Linked DNA regions of Mus musculus: region 1 is linked to region 2. The links are chromatin contacts, called in public HiChIP or PLAC-seq maps. All regions are on one chromosome and are shown on one strand. The core of a region is the stretch at or near the end of the contact, and the rest is flanking DNA. Distances in the headings are between cores, read along the strand shown.

Region 1 (5,628 bases), core at 2,872-5,371, 100 kb after region 2:
TTAAGCTGTGGTCCAAGGCACAGCTCTGGCCACCAAATGGTACACCACGGATGCCTGCAAAGTGTCATTCCCCATGAATGGGAAGTGTAGTGTCTGTGGGCAAGAGTCCTTCCACCTCAGTTTCCAATGATGCCCCAGAGATATCCTCAAGGCCAGGCAGAGGAGCTGCATCAGGGAATGGATATCAGAGTGTCCTGTCTAAGGTACAGCCCAACACAGCCATGTAGAGAGAGAGGCCTTCCCAAGACTCCAGAATTGTACAGACACCAGTAGCTGCCTGAAAGACCAGTATATCCTACAAAGCCAAAGAGCTATAGAAGAATAGGAAGAACTCTTAACCATGGAGCCATCTCCCCAGTCCCTTAATTTTGTTTGTTTCATAAAGAAGACCAGACTGCAACTATTACCAAGGGCGCACCATGGAGGTACTGGAGAGATGACTCAGCAGTTATGAGCACTGACTTCCAGAGGTTCCGAGTTCAATCCCCACCAGCCACATGGAGGTCCACAGCTGTCTGTAGCTCCAGTCCCAGGGGACCTAACGCTGTCTTCTGAAGACACTGCACACATATGGTATGCATGCAGGCAAAACATCCATACATACAAAATAGATATAATTTTTAAAAAGGAGAAAACTATGGTTCTGTGATTTGAGGCATGAGTTTTCAAAACTGTTGAGGCAGCCATCCATGATCTGTTTCAAAATGATATGTCAGCACTATTGTGGTTACCATAGTTATCCAGGGAGTGAGCTCAGGATGGGCCCTACCTTCTTATTTCTGGACTCTTTTAAATCAGTGACTATGTAGCTGGTCACTTGGCTTGGGCTCTGCTGTGTGACTAGAATATACACTAAGGTCCTATGACGTCTTGATATGGTTAATGTTGTCACACAGATTGGCAGTAGAAAGCACAGTCTTAGTACATGAGCCTAGCTCAACTCACAACAAATTTATAAATGTCCAAAAACTTTTATTCTACTTTTTTGCTGGCAAATAAACTGGTTGTTATATTTCCCTGTGTGTTTGGCATTCAAAAATATATTTATTAAGTGCCTTCTGTGTGCGGGGGCTTATTATGGACACTGGGAAAATAGAAGCTCTCCCTTAAGGAGCCTCATATTCACATGGCTGCAACCCGGACTCATTTGAGAGAACAGCTTGAGAAAGGGTCTATCTCAGCTTGTGGTTCCAGTGAGTTCAGTTCATGGCTACCTGGCTTGTGTTTCTGGGCCCGTTGTGAGGCAGAACACGGAGGCCGTCTGAGTGCATAGGAGAAGTTTCTTCAGCACAGGGTAGCTAGGAAGCAGAAGGAAAGAGAGAAACAGACAAGAGAACCCCCAGGGCAGGACACAGCCCTTGACACACCCTGGCTACCGACTTCCTCCTGTTAGACCTCACCTTTTAATGTTTCTAGGCCCTCCCAAAATAGAACCACTAGCTGGACAACACATATCAACACATGGGCCTCCCAGTATAGGGAGAACAGAAAGTTTAGGGCCTGGAATTCATTCATTCATTCATCCATTCATTCATTCGATCATTGAGCATACTTACTGACCATCCTCAGCATGCTAGGAACAGGGAAAACAAGGAAGAAGAGAAGGCCTGTCTCTGCACTGGTGTTGCCTTTGTTCAACTGGAAATGAAAGTCACATGAGCAGATCGTTCCGGATATAAGAGTTATGAAGGGGAAGCACCTACAAAGGCCACCACCACATCGGGCCGGTGAGGAAAGCACAGTGCCTAAGATGCAAAGGAGGGGAGGAATATTGCGTATAGCAGGGACAAGAGAGACCACAGCAAAGGTACTTACAAGTAGAGGAAAAACACTGGGGAACATGGAGGTTGCCAGGAGGAGGTAGTGTGTGAAAAGTTAGCCAGTAATAAAATCCTGACAAATCTTGTAAGCCATATTTAAGAGTTTGGCCTCTGTCTGAGGCTAATAGGTAAAGATGAGCTTTTAGCAATGGGAAGAAGTATTCGGTTGCTCACTTTCAAAAATCACCAGCTGCCAATCAGTGTTTTGGAGTCTGAAATACCAGAGGCAGGACACTGGTTAGAGGTTCTTAAAGTTCTCTTTGGGAAGTGCTGGCCATGGGCTGACTGACCTCAGAGTGATGGAGACAGAGCTGATCTGACTGAGGCACAGTCAACAGGAGGTGGGGACACTGGCAATAAAGGATGCAAGAAAGGACCTAACTTCTGCCCTTAGCAAGGGAGGAAGTAATCTAGCACGAGAAGTCAGGGGTGGGGATGTGTCATCAGTTATCCATGGAATATGTTGAATTTGAGGATCCCGTGGGATAATCAGATGGAGGTGTCCTGCGGGCTCTGCAACCTGGAACTGGAAAAGAGGGGTTGAACTGGAGCCTGTGGTTGGGAAGTTGCTAGGGTAAAGGGGATGCTGAGCCCTGTGGTATTGGCAACATCACTCAGCAATGCTGAGAGGGAAAGAGGAAACAACAGCACCCCAGGAAAGATAGGATGGAAAAGTAAGGAATGACCACTAAAGATGTGATAGTGAAAGCTACAGAAGGGGCATTAAGCTCTGAACTCTCGTCTTGAGTACCCTGCTGGAGGGTGCTGGCTGGACACTTCCTGGGGCAATCTACTCTTCCTGGCACAGCCAACATACCCACTGCCAAAGAAAAGCTAGCTGGGGGCAGAAGTCAGAAGGCCACTTGAGTCCTCTGTTGATCATTAGAAATGGTGTCTGAAAACACAGGAAATAAACTTGTGTCAGAACTTGACTCTTTGATGGGTTTGGTCCACATTCTATAAATATCCTGGGGGTTGAGGTGTGAGTGGGTGGGGCAGCGTCACTTTCTCACCTTACAGACTCAAAGTGTCTGCGCATCACAAGAGCCCTCAGCTATAAAGACAAGTCATGGCTTCTAGGAGGTTCAGGGGTGGGTGGGGCCTGAGAGAAGGGAGACAGGCATCCTTAAGGTGTGGCCTACATAGGGATTGAGAGCTGGGAGGCTCCACACAATCAAACACCAAGACTATGATCCCTAGCAGTCTCTCAGCTTAGGGGTCTCAACCCCCTTAGGGGTCAAATATCAGATACCCTGAATATCAGATATTTACATTACAATTCGTAACAGTAGCAAAATTACAAGTATGAAGTAGCAACAAAATAATTTTATGGTTGAGGATCACCACAAATAAGGAATTGTATTGAAGGATCCCTGCATTAGGAAGGTTGAGAGTCACTGCCTTACAGCTACATTCACCCAGGGAACGAAAGAAAATGTTGAGAAATGAGTCAGTTCTCACAGGCCCAGTGGTCTGCACTAAGGAAACTTCCTCCACAAAGGTGCCAAGGCCACATCCTCAGAATCTTGGGGTAGAGCTTCTGCAGTGTCAGAAACATCAGGAGCATCTGGAGCAACAGGAGCATCTGGAGCAACAGAAACATCTGGAGCAACAGAAACATCTGGAGCAGCAGAAATATTTGGAGCAACAGAAACATCTGGAGCAGCAGAAACATCTGGAGCAACAGAAACATCTGGAGCCTCGGGAACATCAAGCTGTCCTGTCTTCTGCTGTAGCTTTCACATGGCTGAGGTGGCTTCCTCTGGGGATTAGGAAGTGCTTGTGTTATAATCCGGCTATTCTAGAGTATTCTAAAACGAGCTGTGTAAACCCACTTCAGCTTGCCAAAAAGGTGTGGTTTTAGAGTGCTGGGTTTCGGTGGTTGCTGGAATCTCAACATCATCATAATCATTTTCTGGCTCGGTGGAGCCCGAGATAGCAAAGACCTTCTTGTTCCTAACTTTCTTCACTGATGAGTACCAAGCTGAGGGTTGTCTTGGAGCTTCCTGTGGGGCTAAAGCACAGAAAAAGGTCGCTATACACAAGGCTACTCGGTACTGATGTATTTTTGACTGAGCTTTGAGCATATTACAGATCTTCCCACTTCCTGGGTGGCCAGTTCCCCATTTCACAGAGGAAAACCAGTCACAGACATGACACATGTCTCAGGATCACCCAAGTGCATGGATGAGAAATGTTGGGCAGATCTCTTGACTCTCACATCTCTGTTCTAAGACCCCACTTCAAGGGAACCATGATGCAGACACTCAGGAAGCAGACCACAGCCAGTTGCTAGGTGACCACACTTATGCCCACAGATGCCTGATCACAAGGATCTGAAGGGCTTGTTGGTGCATCCCTACCTCTGCTGTACCGAACCGAACCGTAGGCTGCTTCCAGGACTGTTTGGCATTGCTTACACGCAAATCTGCCTGCTAAGAAGGAAGGAAACCTCTCTCTCTCTCTCTCTCTCTCTCTCTCTCTCTCTCTCTCTCTCTCTGTGTGTGTGTGTGTGTGTGTGTGTGTGTGTGTGTGTGTGTGTGTGTAATGTGTGTGTAGTGTTCAAAGATAGACTCAGTGCAGAATGGTCTATAGCAGGAACTAGAGTGGTTGCTGCTTTTTGTCTGTGACTTAAGAGCGATTCTCCTGAGGTTCATGGTCACATTATGTGTGGAAAGGGGGCGATGGTTAAGAGCTCCTACTGCTCTGCAGAGGACCTGAGTTCAATTCCCAGCAACCATGTCAGGCAGTTCGTAATCACCTCTAACTCCAGTTCCAGGGGATCTAGCTCTCTCTTCTGGACTCGGGACATGTGTGTACTCATGCTACAAATGCAGGCAGACACTCAAACACATACAAACACAAGACTAAAAGATGGGTAAAATGTGGAGGGACCTTTAAGAGATGGAGCCTGGTTAGAAGCAGTTTAGGTCCTCCCTTTGATCTGCCACCCAGCCCTAAGATGTGATTTCCTGCTGTCTCATGGGCTCTACCATGATGTCATAGTTATCACATGATGTAGCTTTCCAGTGCCATGCTGTTTGGATACTCAGCCACCAAAACTGCAAGCTAAGTAAGACTCTTTAAAAAAAAATAAACTACCCAGCCTCAAGTATTTTGTCATGGTAACAGAAAATGGACTAATACAGTGATGTGTAGCTTAGCTATTCCTATAATGAGAATCAGATTTGCCTCCACAGTGATCTTATATTTCTCTAAGAAAATTGGAAAGCCCCTGCCATTTCATTTTCTGTAAAAATGAGCTCATGTTTGGATTCCAGTAGTTAGTTAACGAATTAACTTGGTAACTTGGATCATGGGTAAATCATTTAATGTCCCTGGGCCTCGGTGTTGTCAGCTGTCAGAGGAGCGAGCAAGGGCAATCATCGGTTTCACAGAGCTCTGAGGGTTTACATGAGATCGTGCCTAACAGGGGCCAGTCACAGGAACCAAGGACCATTCAGGCCTGGGGGTCCTCACCTCCAATCACAGCACTTGGGAAATGAAGGGAGGAGGATGAAGGAGTTCAAGATAACCCTTGGCTGCTAAGGGAGCTTAAGGCCAACCTGGGCTACATGAAACTCTATCTCAAGAAGGGGGGAGGGGAGACAAAGTCTGCAAAGTACTTACCTCACAAGTATGAGGACCCAAGTTTGATTCCCAGAACCCATAGCTATCTATCTATCTATCTATCTATCTATCTATCTATCTATCTATCTATCTATCATCTATCTCTATCTATCTATCTATCTATCTATCCATCTATCTGTAGGTTAATTATCTATCTATCAATCTGTCAAACATCTAT
Region 2 (5,285 bases), core at 1,620-4,119:
GTAAAGCACTTGCTGTATAAGTGTGGACATAAATTCAGATCCTCACACCCCACATAAAAAGCTCAGCACAGCTGCTCATGCCTGGAGCCTGCAATCTTAGTGCTGGGGAAAAACAGACAAGATGATCCTGGGGCTGGCCGGCCAATGAGTCCAGCAAAGCAGTGAGCACCAAGTTCATTTAAAGACCCTGTCTCAAAAAATAAGGCAGAATGACTGAGGAAGATATCTGACATAGACCTCTCTGGTCTTCACCATCATATGTACCTGAGCAGGGACATGGAAGCGGGAGGGTTGAGAGTTCAAAGCCAGGGCAAGGGAGTAGCCCAGTCAGCAGAGGGCTTGCCTAGCATGCACAAGGCCTTGGCTTCATGCCCCAGCACTTCATTAACTACGTTTTGTGGCACACATTTAGAATCCAAGCACTCAAGCGGTAGAGGCAGGAGGACTGGATATTTAAGGTCATCCTTGGCTATGTAGCAAGTGTGTGACTAGCCTGGACTACATGATACCCTATCCAAAACCAAGCATTTAACACATAGAAACAAAACTAATCACTTTCTCTTCATTAACATCTAGAGTGACATGAGCTAATACAGGTCAGATACACAGCATGGTACTCAATATGAAGAAATATTACGCTGTTGTTTTGTATGGATGGATTATACCGAAGAGAAATGGACTCCCATAAGGTCCAAGACTTTGTGATTCTATAATCTCCGAAAGGCCTAGACTAGTGCTCAGCAACCAGTGTCCACAGACATAGCACTCCACCTCCTCCATTCCACCAGGGTTTGCTGGGTCCCAATCCCCCAAGCTCCCTAGAAAACCTCATTTGTATTCCATCGGAGCCGCTCTGGAGGCAACAGTGGGCATCGAGGAAGACACTCCAGCAATTTCTTGGGGAGGAAGATCTTCAGGTGGTGGCTATTCTCTAGAGGGGACCGGAGGAAGAGCCTTGTTAGAGGCAAAACAGAGGAAGAGAGCCAAATATAATCCAGAACCCTGGGGAAACTGTAACCAGGACAAGAGACAAGGGGAGCAAAGACTCAGAGGGCCAGAGAGTAGCAAAAAAAGGCTGTGTCCAAACTGAGAACCCATTTTGTGAACTTACCAGCAACCTCAGTGGTGTCCTTGGTATTCATGGTGAAGGTTCCAGGGGGCCAGGTCACCCCCGGCCTGAGGGGCCGGGGGGAGGGGGAGTCTGTGCTGGAAAAGGAGAGAATAAGGTCATGGAAGAAGCCCCCACATTAACCCAAGATGAGGAGCTTGGTGTGATAAAAGGGGTTTAGAACTCAGTGCTGACATCTGGGAAAGATGAAGAAAATGTGGAACTAGAATGTGACAGCAGAACCAGAGAACAGAGATGAAAGAACATAGTACCAGGAACCAACATGAGTGGGGAGACAAGACAGAACAGGGTGCTCAGAAGAAAGGGATGAGTGGGGGATGCTCACAGTGCTGGAGCATTCCCTAGGGCAGGAAGCTGGATCCTGCATGTCTAACCTAGATTCTCACAGGCCCTGACCGACCTGAGAGAGAGTAGGTGAGGTCAGTTAGTAGATCTATTTCTCCACGGAAAAATCAAACAGAAAAAAGAACTCAGGGTACGTTTAGGAAGGGAGAGCAAGGCTAGAGGGAAGGGTAGGCAAGTTGTGAGAGCTGGGGCTCTGGTCCTAGGAGGAGGATGGCTTGGCAAGAAAACCTGGATGCTGAAGGAAAGCAGATCTAAGTCCAAGTCCGGTAACAAGCTGGGCCTTTGAAGACACACCCCAATTTCCTTCTCTCTCTGACTTTTTCTAAGAGGAAGGGTAGAGCTGATAACTGACCTCATGTGCTCTCTCTCAGGTTGGTCAGGGGCTGGGAGAATTTGGAATAGACATGTTGGAGTAAGCTTCCGGGTGGGACATGCCGGCTTCCTCTTTGCAGCTAGAATTCTACTTCACCCTAACACTCCTATTTCCCCAACCTCTGCTTCTTCTCTGGCTCCCAGCCTACCATATCCCCTCTACTGCTCTGGCTCCAGCCTGAGCCTCCGCCCTCTTGAGGAACAGATGGGAGCTGGAGGAGGCTCTCTGCGCGGGTTCTGCCAGGTGTCCGGGGATGGAGAGGGGGTGGAAGCCCATTCAGGATCGGATCGGAGGTGTGCAGAGAGGCTAGGGTTGGGATAAAAAGTCCACCCCAGGGTGCAGGTGCGCAGCTCTGGCTAGGCAGTTTGCCAGGGTGCAGAGCTGGAGCCGGATGAGACTGCGGGCCTGAGAGCGGTGGTCTAAGACTGTCGCCGGGGGTGGGATGCTCTCCCCAAAGGGGGCAGGGGTCCTGGGAGAACCCCGGAGGTGGGAGGGGGTCCCGCCCGCAAACCCGGATGTTCTGGAGAAGCAGCTGAGCAGAGTTCATGAACACCTGGCAGCAAGGGGCAGTGCGGGAGACCGGGGAGGGGGTCTGGGGACTCTCCCCGCACTCTCTGATCCGTGAAGGGGCCCTGCGCCTAGCGGCGCCCCCTGGCGCGGGGAAAGAGGACGGAAGCGGTGAGGTGGGGGCAAACGGGGTGGAGGGACGGTGGTCCCCAGCGCCGCGCTCCACACCCGGGCCGCGTGGAGCTGCGCCCCCTGGCGCGGGGGCGGAGAGGCGGGCTAGAGGCCCTGGCTCTTACCTCCCGGGGTCCCGCGGGTGACGGCGGCAGCGGCCATTCTACCCCAAACCGACCCCCCCTAGCGCCGGCTGACAGCGGCGTTCGACGTCAGTGCGCACGGGGCGGGGCCTCCCAATTAAGGGAACGGGGGTCGGGAAGGGAACCTGGGGTCAGCACACTTGGGACTCTGGGCCAGTCTACGAGACGCGCTGCTGGACCGTCCCTAAAGAGGCAATAGCGCTGAGGAGAACCGGGATCCGGAGGCGGAAGCTCGGCCGATTGACGTGACTTGTGGGCGCAGGAGGATGGGGCGTGGGCAGAGGTCCAGGGCCAGAGCCCTGGAGGCAAAGGAGAGTGCTTGAGAATGCAGAATTCTTCTGGCCTCGGGCGAGACTCGGCAAATTTAGGGACCTAGCCTAACTTCATTGTCCTGAATCCTCAAAAAAATCAACGGAGTCCGCCTTTTCATTCCCCTTCCATCACTACCTCGCACAGAAACAAGACTATTTGGTGCTCTTTAATAACAGAACAGAGAGAACACAAGACCAGGTTCTGGCCTAGAGAAAAACCCGGCTGCGAGTGTACTGGGCAGTTAGATAGGAACTCAAGTGGGCTGTGAATGCCTACGCTATGGGATGGAGACAACAGAGATAGAAAACATCCGCTCTGAAGCCAGCACTAGGGAGTCCTGATGTTTGAATTGATCTTGGGTCCCGTAGCTTGGGCCTGGATGATTTCCCACTACTCCTCAGACTCCAACTCCATCGCCTGGGGATCGTAAACGGGGTTCTTTCTGGCTGTAGCAGTGCTGTAGGTCAAAGAGCTTAGCTGCCCAGAGGCATAAGTCCCCTGCTGGCCTACAGGAGTCCAGGGAGTCCAAAGCAGCTGTAGGTGAGAGCAATTGAGAGCAAGGGGATAAGAAAAGCAAGAATGGAAAAACAGGACTCTCTCCAGATTTCTTAATTGCCAAATTCAGGCACATACCCTCAAAAGCTCAGTTTCTTGACCACTTTTCGTCCTTAAACCAGCTATCCTACCTGGCTCTTGGCTTCTGCCACATCCCCATTTGATTATGAATTGACTTCCTCCCTAACCTTACTGTGTTCCTCTCCAGTTTTACCTGATCTCTGGGAGTGACAGAATAAGTCTCTTTCTGTGGATAGGTTGCCCTCTCTTCTTCCACGTCAAAGTATTTTGTAGTGCTTAGGAGTTCAAAGCCCTCTTCAAGTGCTGGAAGTTCAGGTGTAGCATCAGAGCTGCCCCACTGGGCCCTCTTCAGTCTGTGGAGACATTAGATGGAGGAGACTAGTGCCTGGAGGTCAGTCTTCCAGTCTCTTCATCCCTCACCCCTGGCCTGAAGCACTTCTTGCTGAGAATCACAGGTGCTACCACTGACCTTCAATTCACCCCAACTTTTTGTTCTTCACAGACAAGAATTTTTGATCCAGGGGCCAAACAGTGACCCCCAATTAACGATGTGCTTTCTTGTAATCATGGGCCATGTCACGCCTTCCAGCTTATATGACTTCCATCCCTCAATTGCTTCTTTCCATACTATAGAAATCATGTTTGAGAGTCAGCAAGGTGACTTAGCAGGTAAAGGTATTGGCCACCAAGCCTGATGACCTAAGTCAGGACCCAAATGATGGAAGGAGAGAGCCAGTTCCCATAAATTGTCCTCTGACCTCCACACACATGTTGTGGCATGCACTATATAAGTATATACATAATTAAATGCAAAAAAATAAAGAAATTATATTTCAGTTACACCAAGGACATGGTTCCTTTGTAAGTGCCAATGAATTCTCTTAAAGCTCTTAACTATGCTGCCTCTCTCTAATCCCTGCTTGGCTTGCAGAGGCCCATGCCACGCCTCCTTACTCATTGATGATTCCCTGGCGCCTTCTCAGGTCCTCCAGATGATAAGTAACTGCTCTAACTCGGGCTGGAATGCTTCCAGGTCCCTTCTGCATTCTTTCCAAATGCAGCTTCTTTCTCTTTCTTCTCCAAAGCTTCTCAGGAGGAGGGAGCCCCTCAAGAGGGTGCAGGCTAGGCCGGGAGCAATCAGTGGCCCTCTGTGTCAAGAAGGAAGAATAGTTGCTAAATATAGATAGATGTCAGTTTCAGGGAAACTTGGGCTGGAGAATCTGGGGTTTTTTGGAAGCTTAGGTATGATCTAGAAAACAGGATACTTGATTTACAATAAAAACAGGGCCTGGTTAGTATACTGGTTGGGAAATACCAGAGAGAAATGGTAATAAGGATAGGAAGGCAGTGGGTATAATTTTAACAGAAGGCTGAGAAGCAGTTTGTCCTACCAGAATTGGTGGAATGTACTGTTCTACCATCCAATTGGAGCTGAGAAGAACAAAAACAGGAGCTGGAGTCAGAAAGGACACTCTGATAAATATCATTTCTCTTATAAACTCTCCTAACGACCTGTTGGAGCTACAATTTGCACCAAGTAGTGTGAAATGACTTCCAAATGAGGGCTCGCTGCTGTAAGGATTTATGATCGTTAAAAACTGCATAGCCTCGACTTTCCACCTCCAGTTCCTGGTTTTTCCTACTCACCTAGACCTTTGGCTAAGATTCTCCCAGAAGGCATCTCCATACGGCTGAGGCATTGGTCTGCGATTCTGGGGAGGCAGGCTGC

What was found. HiChIP or PLAC-seq counts read pairs in DNA pulled down with a chosen protein or histone mark.
Region 1: a contact with region 2 is called in a BATF HiChIP or PLAC-seq map of CD8 T cells, with 5 read pairs. The contact joins the enhancer-like site here to the promoter of Camta2 in region 2. A contact is called at or near these places in 4 of 39 promoter capture datasets (the C10 cell line, the HPC-7 cell line, hematopoietic stem and progenitor cells and 1 more), 1 of 15 datasets of contacts at CTCF or cohesin (CD8 T cells), 3 of 484 Hi-C or Micro-C datasets (B cells, CD4 T cells and transition II germ cells), 3 of 115 datasets of contacts at active chromatin or transcription factors (CD8 T cells, bone marrow-derived macrophages and embryonic stem cells) and 4 of 9 other capture datasets (adipose tissue, bone marrow-derived macrophages, liver and 1 more).

What each region holds. Positions count from the first base shown.
Region 1 is chr11:70,787,805-70,793,432 of GRCm38.p6, forward strand. Scimp (SLP adaptor and CSK interacting membrane protein) reads right to left here. Exons shown (of 5, transcript NM_001045526.2): 5 at 3,128-3,834. The coding sequence ends at 3,632. Among named protein-coding and RNA genes, the nearest start is that of Scimp, 22 kb to the right of the region's middle. Within about 2 kb of position 4,122, at least 54 of the 459 cell types and tissues checked have an H3K27ac peak or open chromatin away from gene starts, as enhancers often do. A contact at or near this core is called in B cells, CD8 T cells, adipose tissue and 1 more, where this site is marked.
Region 2 is chr11:70,685,236-70,690,520 of GRCm38.p6, forward strand. Camta2 (calmodulin binding transcription activator 2) reads right to left here and starts at 2,870. Exons shown (of 23, transcript NM_001190376.1): 1 at 2,651-2,870; 2 at 1,112-1,206; 3 at 828-931. The coding sequence starts at 1,142. Inca1 (inhibitor of CDK, cyclin A1 interacting protein 1) reads right to left here. Exons shown (of 7, transcript NM_001252484.1): 3 at 5,204-5,285; 4 at 4,948-4,987; 5 at 4,511-4,704; 6 at 3,750-3,909; 7 at 3,126-3,514. The coding sequence ends at 3,371.